Linked DNA regions of Gasterosteus aculeatus: region 1 is linked to region 2. Evidence: chromatin contacts called from public Hi-C data. All regions are on one chromosome and are shown on one strand. The core of a region is the stretch at or near the end of the contact, and the rest is flanking DNA. Distances in the headings are between cores, read along the strand shown.

What was found. Hi-C and Micro-C count contacts between places; a contact is called where the count stands out from the background.
Region 1: a Hi-C map of liver shows a contact between it and region 2, with 3 times the contacts expected there. The contact joins the promoter of LOC120810184 here to the promoter of LOC120810588 in region 2. A contact is called at or near these places in 3 of 6 Hi-C or Micro-C datasets (liver, skeletal muscle and whole body).

What each region holds. Positions count from the first base shown.
Region 1 is chr20:14,536,298-14,543,961 of fGasAcu3.hap1.1, forward strand. LOC120810184 (E3 ubiquitin-protein ligase rnf146) reads right to left here and starts at 3,266. Exons shown (of 3, transcript XM_040164526.2): 1 at 3,127-3,266; 2 at 2,425-2,476; 3 at 1-2,270. The coding sequence starts at 2,258. The coding sequence ends at 1,119. It overlaps mdh2 (malate dehydrogenase 2, NAD (mitochondrial)), which reads left to right and starts at 3,445. Exons shown (of 1, transcript XM_040164527.2): 1 at 3,445-4,865. The coding sequence starts at 3,445. The coding sequence ends at 4,458. rspo3 (R-spondin 3) reads right to left here. Exons shown (of 6, transcript XM_040164528.2): 6 at 5,226-6,277. The coding sequence ends at 6,054.
Region 2 is chr20:14,409,093-14,416,250 of fGasAcu3.hap1.1, forward strand. LOC120810588 (double-strand-break repair protein rad21 homolog A) reads right to left here and starts at 2,022. Exons shown (of 14, transcript XM_040165253.2): 1 at 1,688-2,022; 2 at 164-354. The coding sequence starts at 307. It overlaps LOC120810156 (exostosin-1b), which reads right to left. Exons shown (of 11, transcript XM_040164469.2): 10 at 6,976-7,147; 11 at 4,055-6,486. The coding sequence ends at 6,301.

The sequences.
Region 1 (7,664 bases), core at 2,016-4,515, 130 kb after region 2:
TCAAATTATTTAAAGCTGGAAAAGGCTCAAAATCAATTCAATATGCGCTTCTATATTGCACATTAATTTGTTAACGATAGAGATTTCAGAAGCTGTAGGTTAATTACAATCAGATCAAAGAGCAACCATCAGCAGGGAGCCAGAATATCCTGCAGGCTCTTGAGTTGCAATGTTGTAGCACATAAATTGAGAAGTTAAACATTGCTGACAAGCAAAGTACAAATGTTTCCTTTTCTTTATCTGGATAAACAACCTAAAAAGCTTTTCCTCAAACAATCTGCTCGGAAATGACCCAATTTCCAGACATTAGAAGGAAAGCCTTCATTATCAGTTCAATCCAAAGTAAGACAAAATTGGTTAGGAACTATTTATTATCAACTGTTAAATTCTTTGCATGAGTAGTCGGGTGACTTGAGCTCTAACAAGCCCATTTCTGTGTGCTATGTTAGCTGAGCGAGTTAACGTCTAGATGATTCAAATTCAGCTGGTTCCATTCTCAGGAGTAACGTCCCAATTCATGCTTTTTCCCTCGAATGTCACTGACCTGACTGGACTCCCTCGAGCCCTCTGGGTGGGAGGATAATCAATTTACAGACGAGACTTCCCTGGATAGGCAAGGCAGCAGAGTGGGAAGTCATTTTCACCATTTAACGTCCATTTCTGTGACATTTTTAAACGACATGATATGCCTTCAACCAAATGAAAAAAAAAAAAAGTGAACAGACTGATGGCAGCTGAGCAGCACAAAACGTTTGTGACCTCACATGATTTGCTGGACAGACTATTATGAGACGTCACGGCTCACACCAACATGCAGCATCCATCGGACCAAATAGCAGGCTGTCCCTCCCGCCTCAGTACTAGAACCCTCAACAGTGATTCTACTTATCTATATATATTGGATGAGATTGGAAACAAACCATCCAGATACATCCTGAAATATTGTGAGCAAATTTAGTGGTTTATCTCAAATATGAGAGTAGGTTATGTTTAACTTCTCTTTTTCCGAGCAAATCTACTCATCCGATCCGTGACGGGAGTAAATGACAGCATACAGCGAGGAATAAATTAATGAAATGAAAAATAGCAATTTGTTGATGGAGGCCTTAATGACGACTTCACACTTCAGTCACCGTGCACTGGCCGTCAGGCATTCTGGACCTTCCACTGCTACTGGACGAAGGAGGCGACGCAGACTCAGCGCCAGGAGGGGTTCTGTCCTCTGGAGTCAGTCTTTGCCTCCGTGGTCTATCCTCCCAGGGCTCTACACGCTCGCCATCTCCCCCCTCCTCCTCCTCTTCATCATCATCATCGCTCCAGTCTCCAGAGCCAGACTCGTCCACAGAGGTGTGAGGGTCAGAGGACCTGGAGGGTGAGGCCTCCTCTTCCTCATCTTCTTCCTCCCCTTCCCCAGCATCAGACCGCTCGTGAGAAGGTGTGGGCCTGGGTGTGATTTGCAGTTGGGAGAGAGCATCCTCCACAGTGGGGCTGCCGCTGCTGGCGCCCGGCTGGGCGCCAAGGGAGGTGGGAGGTCTCGTCGGTGCTGCGACAGTAGAGGGTATACCTGTAACCTGCTGCTGTGCACCGGCTACTGTCATATCCGCTCCATCAGCAGAGCTTTCCCGACCTGCTGCCCCAATGGCCCCAGTAACACCCTCTGTGTCCAAACGCAGTCCCGCCACTCCCTTCTTGGGGATATCCAAAACGTCCCTTTTCATCTTGCGCCTACGACCGTGCTCGTTGCGCCTGTATTGCACCATGTTCTCCAAGTCAGCTACATATAAAAACCCAGCAATAAGCATTTCAGCGGTTTTCTTGCCCTTGGAAAAAGCGTCCTCCAGCTCGCGGCTGGTCCGCTCGTCATACTGCCACCAGCCATTACGGCCCTCGTAGTACCAGGCGTGATCACTGGCTGCCCCTCCCCTGCCTCCCGCCGACGCCTTCAGCTCCTCCGGAGAGAGAAGTGTCGGCCTTTCCAGGAAGTCATCCGGTACTTCCTGTCTACAGAGAGCACAGCGTTTGCTCTGCCAGGACGCTCCTTTTACGCACAGGAAACAGAAGACGTGATGGCACGGTAGTTGGACTGGGTGGACGCAGCTCTGCAGACAGATGGCACACTCCGGCACAGACAGGGCTGGGGACGGGTTACTGGAGCCTGAGCATGACGATTCGGCACTGTTCCCACTTCCACCGTTATTGCCTTTCTTACTGGATGGAAGCGAACTGACAGAGTGGTCTACCTCTCCACAGCTAGCCATCCTGAGGAAGTACTGAGGAACGGGGGGAAATGCATATTATAAACTGTAGTTAGATATATCCACTATTTTAATGCGGGTGTCAAGATCACATTTAACTGTCACGGTCACTAAATAGCAAACAATTAGACTATCATCTATGTAAACAAGGCTGATAATTGTTACCTACCGGAAGTGCCTCAACACTGATGTAGCATGAGGAGAGTTGATGGATCCTTAAGCTGGGGAAGCAAAACAAAACGTAGCGTTATTCGTTTTTCAGGCTTTACAGTGTCAACGTCAAACCTCATTTGACAACGGACATCTTATATGATAAAATAAGGTGGACTTTTAACCATACGCTGACAGCCATTAGCATTAGCTACTAATAAGCATTAACGTCAACTCACTTAAGCTAGCGCTTGCTAAATTACTGGAGTCTGTGGAACAAAAAGGGTTGCACTGAGAACAGTCTGGAGAAAATAAGTGTCAGCGTGTTGTCATTATATTGGGGCAAACACCATGATTAAGACACCGCTGTTATGAACACGACAGTCGAGTAAAACCCACTGCGAACCATCTAACGTTAATAGAGACACTGGTAACAAGCTACAAGCTAACTAGTTTAGCTAAAGTAAGAGCCAAAAGCAGCAACGAAAGGGAAAGAAGATTGTTGTTAACGTCACAAGTCAAACCGAACACAGGTACTTTCTGGCAAAGGGACCATAACAACACGACCTGTTGTGGCTAACGCTGGTTGGGCTGATAGCAGCATTCTGACTCCAGCAAATAGACGGAGTTCAACTGACGGTGCTAGCTTAACGTTATTTTATGAGGGCGTCAAAAACAGCAATTATTTTGTCACGACAGAGACGATGCGTGCGTACCGTACCGTCAAACGTTGCTGTGGTGTTTCTTTTGCGAAGATACGATTCGTGTAACGCCACTGATTCCAAGCGCTAGCTGGCCGACCTCCAACGTTTAACGGGCTTTGTTTTCCTCCGAAAACGGAGCTGACATAAAGACCACGACGTGAGAATACGCGATGACGCAGCTCGACGTCAAACGCGCGACGCTTATATTCCGCGCATGCCCGTGAGCACCACTTCCTGTTGGCTGGTGACTAGAGGACGTTGGTGTCACAGAGGAGAGCGGCTCAGCAAGCGTCTTTATTTCCCACTTAACTAAGAAAAGAAGCAACAACGACGAAATGTTTGTCCGTGCCGTGAGACCCACCGTGAGCCTGGCGCGAAGCCTCTCCACCTCTTCGCAGAACAACGCCAAGGTGGCGGTGCTCGGCGCGTCGGGCGGCATAGGCCAGCCGCTCTCCCTGCTCCTCAAGAACAGCCCCTTGGTGAGTCAACTGTCTCTGTACGATATCGCCCACACCCCCGGCGTGGCCGCTGACCTCAGCCACATCGAGACCAGGGCCCAGGTGACCGGCCACATGGGTCCGGGTCAGCTGGACGCTGCTCTGCAGGGCTGCGACGTGGTGGTCATCCCGGCCGGCGTGCCCAGAAAACCCGGCATGACCCGCGACGATCTCTTCAACACCAACGCCACGATCGTTGCCACCTTGGCCGACGCCTGCGCCCGCAACTGCCCCGAGGCAATGATCTGCGTCATCGCCAACCCGGTCAATTCCACCATACCCATCACATCAGAGGTCATGAAGAAGTATGGCGTTTACAACCCCAACAAAGTTTTTGGTGTCACCACCCTGGACATTGTCAGAGCGAACGCCTTCGTGGCCGAGCTCAAAGGTCTCGACCCGGCTCGCGTCAATGTGCCGGTCATTGGAGGTCATGCCGGGAAGACCATCATTCCCCTGATTTCCCAGTGCACACCGAAAGTGGAGTTCCCCGCTGACCAGTTGGCTGCCCTGACAGGCAGGATCCAGGAGGCCGGCACCGAGGTGGTTAAGGCCAAGGCCGGCGCTGGATCCGCTACCCTCTCCATGGCCTACGCTGGGGCCCGGTTCACCTTCTCCGTCCTGGACGCCATAAACGGAAAGGAGGGTGTGGTGGAATGCGGGTATGTCCGATCAGAGGAGACGGAGTGCAAGTACTTCTCCACCCCTCTTCTCCTGGGGAAGAACGGCATCGAGAAGAACCTGGGATTGGGCAAGCTGACTGCTTTCGAGGAGAAGCTGGTGGCCGATTGCATTACCGAGCTGAAGTCTTCCATCAAGAAGGGAGAGGATTTCGTGGCTAATATGAAGTGAACGGGGAGGCGTTAAGTCGGTTGAGAAAGAAAAGCTTTTGTGAATGGTAGTTTGTTTTGTCTCAACTTTAACAGCATCTGTCAGGATTTCCCCTTTTGTTTAACCATTGGGGTCATTTTGATGAAGAAATCCTGGTTTTAACCAAGGTCCTAAAGTATCATCCCCAATATGTTTTCAAACATTGCTTTATCTTGCACTATAATTACTGTACTGTGACTTAGATATATTTTTTGCGAATGTCAAAGTTGGACAGAATTTCATATATTTTCATGTAAAGTCTGTATTAACGGGATTTCTCTGCTTAATGACTGAGGAGGAAATACTATTACCATGCCTGTTGATGCTATCAGATGTTAATGATGAGCAAAATATTCACTCCACCAATAAACAGTCTAGCTTTAAATAAAGCAACTGGTTTCTTTTTATTTTACAAAAGAATTTGGCTTGTAACTGTACAACAAAACACTGACTGAATCCTAATTACTTTTTCTAATTAAGCTAATAGTTATCACCCCTCATTTAAATTGGTCATTCAAACTACTGTTGTAGTTGAGGAACGTTTGCGCTACAATTAGTTATATTTACTGTGCTGAAAAATAATTGAGGAGACAAAACGCAATCTACTCTTAATTTTTGACTTTCATGATGACTGCAGGTATCACTACTAATTTAGCAGGTGGTAATTTGTCACGTTTCTGTTGAACAACTTCTAGTTGGTGTATTCTAATTAGGGAAACAGCCCACGGCGACGAGAAAGCAGACACAGGTACAAACCCATTATAGTTTTATTTGACATACAGGTGCTTTTTGGTTCTTAACCGAGGGGCTTAACGGAAAGCACAGTTTTCATTTACACAAAAGAAAAACCAATGTTGGATAAGATTCCTCACGTATCTAGATAAATCTTTTTTGACCAAGACAGAACACTTGTTTTCAGTCTGTGACCACGCTGGTTTGATTCACTGCAGGTTCTCCCACATCTGTGGCTTGCAGTGATTTTGAAGATGTCAACAAATGGCAGTAACAAACTCACTTTTTATTTTTTTTCTTTACAAATTCTGCACCAAATAAAATAAAGCAAAGAGCTCTAATGAAACGGGAACAACAATAATAAACAATTGTTCTACATAATGTTGCAAAATCTACAAAAAACCAAGATGCGCGACGTTGTTCCAGGGCCCCCTTTAAATATCCGTATCAACAAGCGCGTCGTACAAAGTCTTTGCTGCTCTTTCCGTCTGCACGACTCCACACAGGCGCTCCTCTCTTTGTTCTTCAGTACCGACAGCAGAGCCGCTCTCTCAGTGGTGGAAGTGAAGCGGGAGAAGCTACAGGGTAGAATAAAAAAAAAAAACCCCACAACTACTCTTTGTAAGTCCATAGTGGCCCGAGCCTTTTGGCTGCACGTGCCCTGTCCCGCTTGTGCATAAACATTTTATTCAAATCATACAGGTAGCAGCAACACCCCTGCAGAGAGGGGTCGAGGAGGGTGAACAGTGGGTGACGATGGGAGGGAGGAGGGGAGGGGGGGGTTTAGGAGAGAAGGAAGAATGGGAGGGAAACAGGTCGGCGATCGTACAGGTCTGTCCGAGGCCCTACTGCACCAGGCTGTCTTCGGGGGAGGCCGGGTCTGTGTCGTGGCCTCTGCGATGTCTGTGCTCAGTTTTGTTCCTGTTATCCAAGTCTTCGCGTTCACCTGTGTCTCTCTCCCTCTCTTGCTCCCTTTCTCTCTTCCTCTCCCGTCGCCCCTCTTGGTTCTCCTTATCTTTGCGGTTGTTGCGATTCCTCCGCTCCCTCCGCTCATTCTTCTTCCGTCCTCCTGGGAGTTAAGAGAATTACATAACAAGGATTAGTAAAGCAGGGGAAAGGGGGCAGGCGTGTCACACCCCCTTGCATGTCAAGAATCTTTAATTATTATGCGTTTCTGACTAAGAAGTCCGTATTCAGTCTGTAATACGTTGTACGTATGTCATATTTCAGCTTGGGAGACTGAAACATAAACATTCCAAGATGAATTCTTACAGTATTTCGCCCTGGCTAAATAGATTAAAGCAGCTGTAGATTCTAGTTGCTGGGGGTCATAGCCTTAAAGAACTGAATGCATCAGAGGAACCCTGCGTATCATGATGCTCGGTGTTCACCACTAGATGCCAGTCTTTACCCACGGACACCCGCCCTCTCCCTCCCTGTGATGAACAGAGCTTTGTCCAAAATAGAAAACCTTTTAAAAAAAAGCCCCCAATTTATCTGTTCTTGCAACATCATCTCATAAACAAAACCAAGTTTTGGAATGCTTAAGGTTTATCTCTCCTCGGGCTACAGTTATTAATGATAATAACAAGATCCACCCCCAGGGAGGTTGGAGACGGGACCTGCAAGTGAAATCAGAGGAGGCCCTTTCCTGTTTTTCTACTGCTGCTGTTCATGTGTGAGTGGAACGGAGCAGCACGGCCTGCTTGCACCGGGTGGCTGGCTAGTCGGGGATTGTGAAACTGCTGAAGTCGGCAGTAGGCACAGACAGAGGGAGAGAGAGAGAGATAAAGGGAGGGGGAGAAAGCGATCTCTCTGTCTCTCTCCCGTTTAAACCCCCCCCCCCCCCCCCCCCCCCCTACGTTCATCCTCTCCCTCCCTCTCTTTTCATTAATCAAGGGAGGGCTCTGGTTGGGCCATGGGGCCTTGTCTGACCCACGCATTCTAGGCTAAAGATACCGCGCTCTACCTGCCCACTGTGTTTAATCAGGATCTATGTAGAAAGAGGACGCGGGGACACGGGGTCATGGGGTGGACTCGTGCGTGGGATAACATGCTCAAAGACAGTATGGATGCACAGTATTCACATAGTTTATCTGCTGCAAAGTTACTGAAAAGTTATACAAAATAGTGGAATCGGTGGCTGGATGGAGTAATCTGGCGCATTGACGCATTCGGGGTCTGCCCCCCCATCCTTTATCAACCCAGGAAGTCCCCTTTGCTCTCATTGTTTTCTCTGTCCAGACACCATTTACCAGTATTTACGCGTTGGGTGGATTAGTCATACTGTAGCCCCCGTGCCTTTGTCGAGCCAGTGGAGAAACCTAATCCATGTCAGTGTTGAGATGATTAGGAGAGTGTTTATCAAACCACCCACCGGCCTTTGGTTAGTTGGAACTGGTTCTGATGGGCCTTTTGTAAACTGTTTAAGGACATGTGTGTAATGATACCCAAAT
Region 2 (7,158 bases), core at 772-3,271:
CACACTGGAGGGCAACCGTTGTATGAAGGCAATCCAATTTGTTGATGGAGCATTAACGCTGCTGTAACTAGTCTCCATTCATTCTTCTTTGTCTTTGGTAGAATATTCTTTTGAAAATGAATTAATTTTAATAATTGGGAGGCAAAAAATGTTGTCTCGTTACCTTCGGTGAGATGATGCTCTCCACGCTGCTCTCAAGGTTGCATTCAAACACATGAGCCTTGGTCAGCTTCTTGTCCCAGTGGGCCGCTAGCCAGATCTTGGCCAGCGGCCCACGTTTGCTGAGGACAAAGTGGGCGTAGAACATTGCCCTGGTTGCCCTGGCTCACACACTCACACTGTGGTATGGTTCACCTGAGGAGGGAGGGGGTATAAACACATCAGTGATTAGGAGGGAGATGCATTTCCAAAACAATGAGGAGAAACGAAAGAAAAGAATAATCAAAATGCTCAAGACATGTTCAGGATGAGCAGATTGACTGCTGAACAGAACCAATGCGTAGCGATTACAAACATGTGGATCCTATTAGCTGTTATAACGATCAATTCTTATTGTGCTCATAATGCCATTAGGGAGGCAGTTAACAGCAATTGTGTGATAAACCGATCACAAGAACCAAGTCACCACGACTGGTTTTCAAAAATGCAGATGAACTTGGCTGGTGGAGGAAGTCCAAATCAAAAGGTCCCTCGAATAAGCAAAGCAAATCGGGGGGAAAAATAGAGTCATCGATTTATTGAGACCAAGGTAGCCAACATGGTATTAGCTATTAGTAAGTAATGGTAGTATCTGAAGAGGTGGTTACGGTTTCATGGGCGCCTGGTTACACTTGTTACGGGAGAGTTGTGCGCTCTCTCTCTGTCTCTCTCTCTCGATGTAACGTTACGGGTTTGATTGAAACGAATGTTAGGTAGTCTCTTGTTGGATCATTAACTTAGGTTAACTAACTTAACTAGCGTGTGATCAGGTATCATCTGGCTCCCGCAAAGCACATATTTTGCCCCTGGTTGTTCTGAATATGGTCAAAGCTAACTTGAAACGTTATGTAAGATGTAACTCTAAATCACGACACAGCGTAGTATTTAGAGGGATATAATACAATTTTAAATCAAAACAAGCTTTTTCCCCAGACAAAACATTGGAATTGCACATGTAACAGCTAGTATAAAACACGTAAGCAATAATCTAGACATATGAATAATCACTTCATAACTCGCGCAAACAGATTTTTTTGTTAAAAGAGACGTGTGTGTGGTTATGTAACGTTAGACACGTAAGTTAAGTTAATACGGTGTAATGCGTTAAGAGCGCCAAGGGTTGGTCAACGCCAGGAAATAGTCGGCGCCATCAAGTGGGATGAACTAAAACTAGCCGCCAGCTAACTACAAAACGAGAAAGGAAACCATTCATACGGGTTTTATTTAATTAATCTTACGTTAAAACAACGGACAAAAACACAGCTCGCATGTGAAAAAAACCCAGAAAGCGCGCCGGAACAAGGCGCCAATGAAACACTGGCGTTACTCATACTTTTCCCCTCATTCAGCACAACTGTATCGTTAGCAGGTGGCTAACGGCTCCCTGTACAGTGAAGGCCGCAGCGGACCCACACAAACGTGCATGCTTATCTCGGCCCGCAGAACACACATAACCTCGCGTAAATATTCCCGCTGCAAACACACTTACCGGCTGCTCCCCCTTTACAGTGAAATTATAATGGCTATGTGAATCCTCCCAGCGAATTATCCCCTGTTGTACTCATTAAAACAGCCAAGATGGCGCCAGTCGCCTTCCTCCCGCTCACCGCTGTCCTTTTAAAATCGGCAGGATGTTTACAGTCAAAAATGGCGGAGGAGGAGTCTGCGGAGTGTGAGGGGCCGACGCAGGCAGACAGCCCGCTGTTCGCACCGAGCGCAGATAGGGGGCGCTGTGGCCCAGTGCTCAATGCCCACCGGAGACACGGACGGTGCTTGACATGTGATCAATACTAATAATGGTCACACGCTGTGTTCCCTCACACGTAGTAACAAATTAGTCACCTGACTCACCTTTTGTCTGTCGGAACTGCTTTTGTTAGAAAAATATTTTTATTTTTCGCAGGGTTCACTTCCAACAAAGGTTGCACGCGGCTGTTGTGCTCATGGTATTGCGTTTTTGTGGATGTGAATGTGACGGACAGGTGTCCCATCTGTCAGCTAATGTTTTGAAAGACAGCAGATCCAGATGTTGGAAGCTCCGGTTATGACCCACAGCCAGCACATCACCAGACCACGCACACCTTTATCACAGCAGACGTTCTGACATGTCATCAGTGGAATTGCAGATTGCATCTGAGGCCCCTGAACTATTGTGCATGCTACACTTAAATAGAACATCAACATGCCCACCAGAAAAACAAATTCAAACAGATACACAGGTGAGGAGAATCCCAGAGAGACTGAACTGAATCATCTACAGTCAAATATGCATCTGCAGTAGAAGAAGTGCTGCCAGTTGACCATGTTTATGGTGCAGCAGCAGCAGCAGCGCTCCCTGTTAGTGTGTAAATAAAGGTCTCGTTATCTGCATGGTGTGAGAATTTACTCATCAAATCCTTTCAGTCCTATTCAATAAAGCAACATGCATTGCTAGATATCTGCAGTGACGGTACAGATGATAAAACAAGGTAAACTCCCAAGGCACTTGAGCGGCGTGATAATCATCACAATGGCAGGATGATAACACAGACGCATGTATGGCTTCGAGGGAAGAACTAATTCACTTCATGTATTTGAATCCGTGCCGATATGCTCAGAAGTCAATCACATCATCGTTATCACACACATTTTAGCATTGCACAGACTCAACGGCTCATTGTTAGATAAATGAATTATTGATCTGAGCTTAACTATTAAACTCCAGAATTGAAAGATAGCAAAGGCAAGAGGGACAATAATGACTTTTTAAAATGGTGTTTAATTAAAAGCTGGGTGGAGCTTTTACAACGTGTTGCCGATTCATGATAAATCAAGTTATTTTTCCCTATCAGACATCTACACAGCCTGAGACAAAGCAGTCACTTCAGCACGGATGCTTCTCTGCATTAAATGAACCACTGCGTCGACGCACCACGGGGTGAGTCACAAAGCCCCGGACATCTGATTCTCTCTATGCAGCTAAAGTGTATCATTTGTGTAGTACAGCTGTATGGAGTAAAACAGGCTGCGGTTTGGATGCGCTGAAGCATTCTTGTACATATGTGGGCTGGAAGACGCAATGCACATGTATCCAAATGAAGGTCGATTGAAGTCACATTCCCATGAAATCAATCGCTTTGACTAAAATTGCCATAATATGCTCATGTTTGTTTAGTGTAGGAAAAGTAGGAAAGAATGGGCATTTGCTCCAATTTCTTCAAGTATTGAAACTTTTCTCCTTGGTTTACAACAAAACACATTTATTTCCGGTCACCATGCAAACAAAAAGCCTGTAAAACATTTGGATCTCTTGGGGATTCTTTCTGATTCGGTTCTTAGACCATCCAGGGTGGACGTGGTCTTGGAGTGATGTCCAAATGGTTTTCCTTTGGTGTGTTACTGTATAATCCAGCTCCAAAATACCGCACAGCTTTTTGTTTCATGAGTTTTGCCCAGTTTAGTGTCCATCTCCGAGTGTGTGTGCGTTTTGGGGGTTTCTCTCTTGTAGCTTGGTTGGCAGCTCTCGTGCACCATGGGATCATCCTGGAAAGATGCTGTTATTTATGCAGCGTGTCTAAACCGATCATTCTGACACAGATTTATGTAAACACAGCAGTTTCCTGGCATAGGAAAAGGAGTGCACGTGCATGCACACGCACAGCCGAAGGTATTATTTAGTTTGGCTCTCTCAGAGGGAACACTACATAAACCCCAACATGCAAAATATGTTTGGGGAAGCCTGAGAACGGGCTGCCAGTCGGAAAGGACGAGGGATCGCAACGTAGCTCTTTTGCAGCGCAGATTTGTAGTTCTAATACCGGACATTACAGATATAAAATGGTCAGAAAATATACATACAAAAGAAAGGCAATTCATATCAAATATTTTAATTGATTTATTTTTGTTTTTATAAAATTATTTTACAAAATTGTGATTCATTTCCCTCCATCTTTCCATTTTAATTTCTATAAAATTAGGTCTGCGGTTACAGAAGAGGGAAGGAAGCAGGCAGAGATTCAGTCGGGACTCAATCCTGTCTGATAAATACTGTGTGCGATTGAATGAAGTGAAAGAAATGAAATGTATTATTATACTTATGACAACCATATGATTCAAGGCAGTAGTGTAAAAACTGAAGAAAACAGAAAAGGCGGGAATGTCATTATCCGATCTGTGGAGGAGTCTCAGTAGCATTTCAGTGTTGAATACAATCATTTGGGGAACCATTATGTTTTACTCGATATCGATAAAGAAAAGAATAAACTATCAAATGAAAACAGGGATGCGTTTCTTGCACAAGGTAGATGGGGGAAAATAAAATATTTAGAAAAGGGTACTTCTGAAGGCACATCAATATATAACCCTGTGGGCCTGTGAGACGACACAGAAGAGATATCTTAAATATTGCACCAGGTTCATTTCTGAAATACGGTTCTGTTTACGACCATTGAGCTGTCTGGATAGCGGTTTAGTAATACTAGGATTGTTCCGTTTGCTTTCAACATGTGAAAAAACACCATGCAGCCCCGGACTTTCACACATACACCATTTCTTGCCCCCCCCCAGTCTTTCTCGTCTCGTTTATACAGACAGGAAAAGTTCCTTGGAATTCATGGTATTCCTTCAATTAGCTAAGAAAATATGAAAGCTAAATCACAGATGACCGATTGGCACACGTTACAGTGAAGATGTAGCTTACCAAAATGACCTAAATGATTCATCGTCCTCCAAAATGTGTGGCGGTGTGGGGGCAGGTGTGGTCCGCTGTCTCCAGAAATGTTGCTGGCTTTACAGCAATAATCCAGCGACAGATGTACTCAGAGTTAGAGACGAAGGGTCAACATTTTCAGATATGTTTGAGTGACAGAAAAAAATGACTCATGGTTTATGAAACCAACCGAAATATTTTCAGTCAATAAACCTTGTGATCCATCTGGAAAATTAAATTAAAATCGTTTGCGTTCCGGCGACTCGTGCATCTTCCATGTACATATTTGCAGTTAGATACAATTATCAGATTGAGAAAACAAACAGAAAATGTTGACATTTATAAATATAAACATGGAACCAACTTTCACATCCTGGTCTGACACTTTGTCTTTATACCGTGTCCAAAGCCCAGTAGAGATGAAGGAACATGATAACCAGAGACACAAAATTGGCTTTCTGCAAAATGTACTCATGAAGAAATACGACAAATGCAATTAATTAAAAACTTGCAACCTGCAAATGTCTTCCCTGTGCCTTTTAACAGTATCAGAATTTGTGGGAAAATTCCTGCCAATTTGTTAAGAAGATAAAGAAGTCGAGTTAGTCCGATGCCAACACTTGCTGAAAGCTCAAGTCAGTGGACGACATGAATTTAGTCTGTGGCATAAAGACGATGGTCGACCGAGCCCAAAACGATCACATCGGTTCCCTCTTCAAAGGGACCCCGGGCCGGTTGGACGAGAAAGCTCAGCCTCCCCAAACCAAGGCAGCTGGTGTCCCTTAGACCAGCACAATATTGAAGAATGGCACCTCATGATTATTTTGTTTGTCGATTGAATACAAATAAGTCTTCATTTTAGTTTGGCAAGGAATCAAGAAAGATGCTGACTTGAAGAACTTACTAAGAGAACCATTATCCCATCAATTATACAGCCAGTCGCGAGAAAACAAACACAAAAGGTGCTCCTTCTGCACAATGACTTTCCCGCACTCCCAGACCCAAACGCCGTTCGATAAACCCGAGGCACTGTGACCATCAAATGGATGATCAGAACTCATTTCTGTGGTGGAGAGGGTCGTCATTGTCCTCTCTGCCCACCTGCTATTGGTTTTAATCAAGACGATATAGGGGGAGAAGTGCTGGCCATTCATTCACCGAGTACAAAACAATCGTCATGATCATCAATAATATTCCATCAGAGAGACTTTCAGCGACCTGCGTGCACAGAGCAGGACACACCGCACAGAGACCAGCGGCCTGCTGGTGAGCTCATGCAGGCGGTACTCGTGTGAGTAAGGGGAAATCTGTTCCAGTTTCCGGTCCTCCTCGGGGGGGGGACACAACCCATGTGCTCTATCGTCTGCGCCGTGTCCAGAGAGAGGGGGGGGGGGGTTGGGGGTGCTTCGGAGGGGTTATAGTCTCTCAATGTCCCTGTACTTCTTGCGCAGTATGGACACCTGGTCTTTGAACAGTACCGGGTCCAGCCTCATCTGAGAATGGACGAGGGGCATGGTGCCAAACCAGCTGGCAAACTTGTTCATACAAGTCTGACGCTGGGCAAAATGGTCCGGGTCAGCCCAGCGGGACGCCCGGGAGCTCTGGAGGCGGGAGTGAAAAGGAGACAGACAGAGGGGAAGAAGAGAAAGAAAGAGGGGAAGAGAAATAGAAACAGATAAAAAAAAATGTTTAAAAGATGAATAATCCACCACCAATTATTGACCTTTTAGGGCCGGTTGTAAATATTCATGAGTTTATTTAAATTGAAGGTCACATTGCAGGAATCACCCAAAACATTTAAATTTCAGTTCACAAATGACAGATTTAACAGTTTAACAGCTAACATTATTAAGCTTTAAGTGGTGCGTTACGCCATAAAGGCACGCAGCTTCTACAGTAACCAGGAAAGGCCGCCCTCTGTTCAGCACTGAGTTAGAGAAGCAACCAGAATTTGTGAAAGAGAAACCTTGTGCTCTATGTTTAAATGAGCAACAAGTGCCATATCATCTCTTTTAAATAGTGCCATCAATAATGCCTAACAGGCATAACGTATAATCAACTAGTGTCGCAGCACAGATATTCTGCCTCACCTGTCCCATCATGGTCTCCTTGTATTGTTTCTTCTGGGTGACCTTGATGGGTGGTAGTTTAGACACAGAGGACACCAGGAAATTCATCAGGATGTCCTCGCAGTTTGACATCTGGTCCACCATGCTCTTCAGACTGGCGGGAAGGTAGGTGGTGTACAAATAGTGGTAGTATCTAAGGGTGAA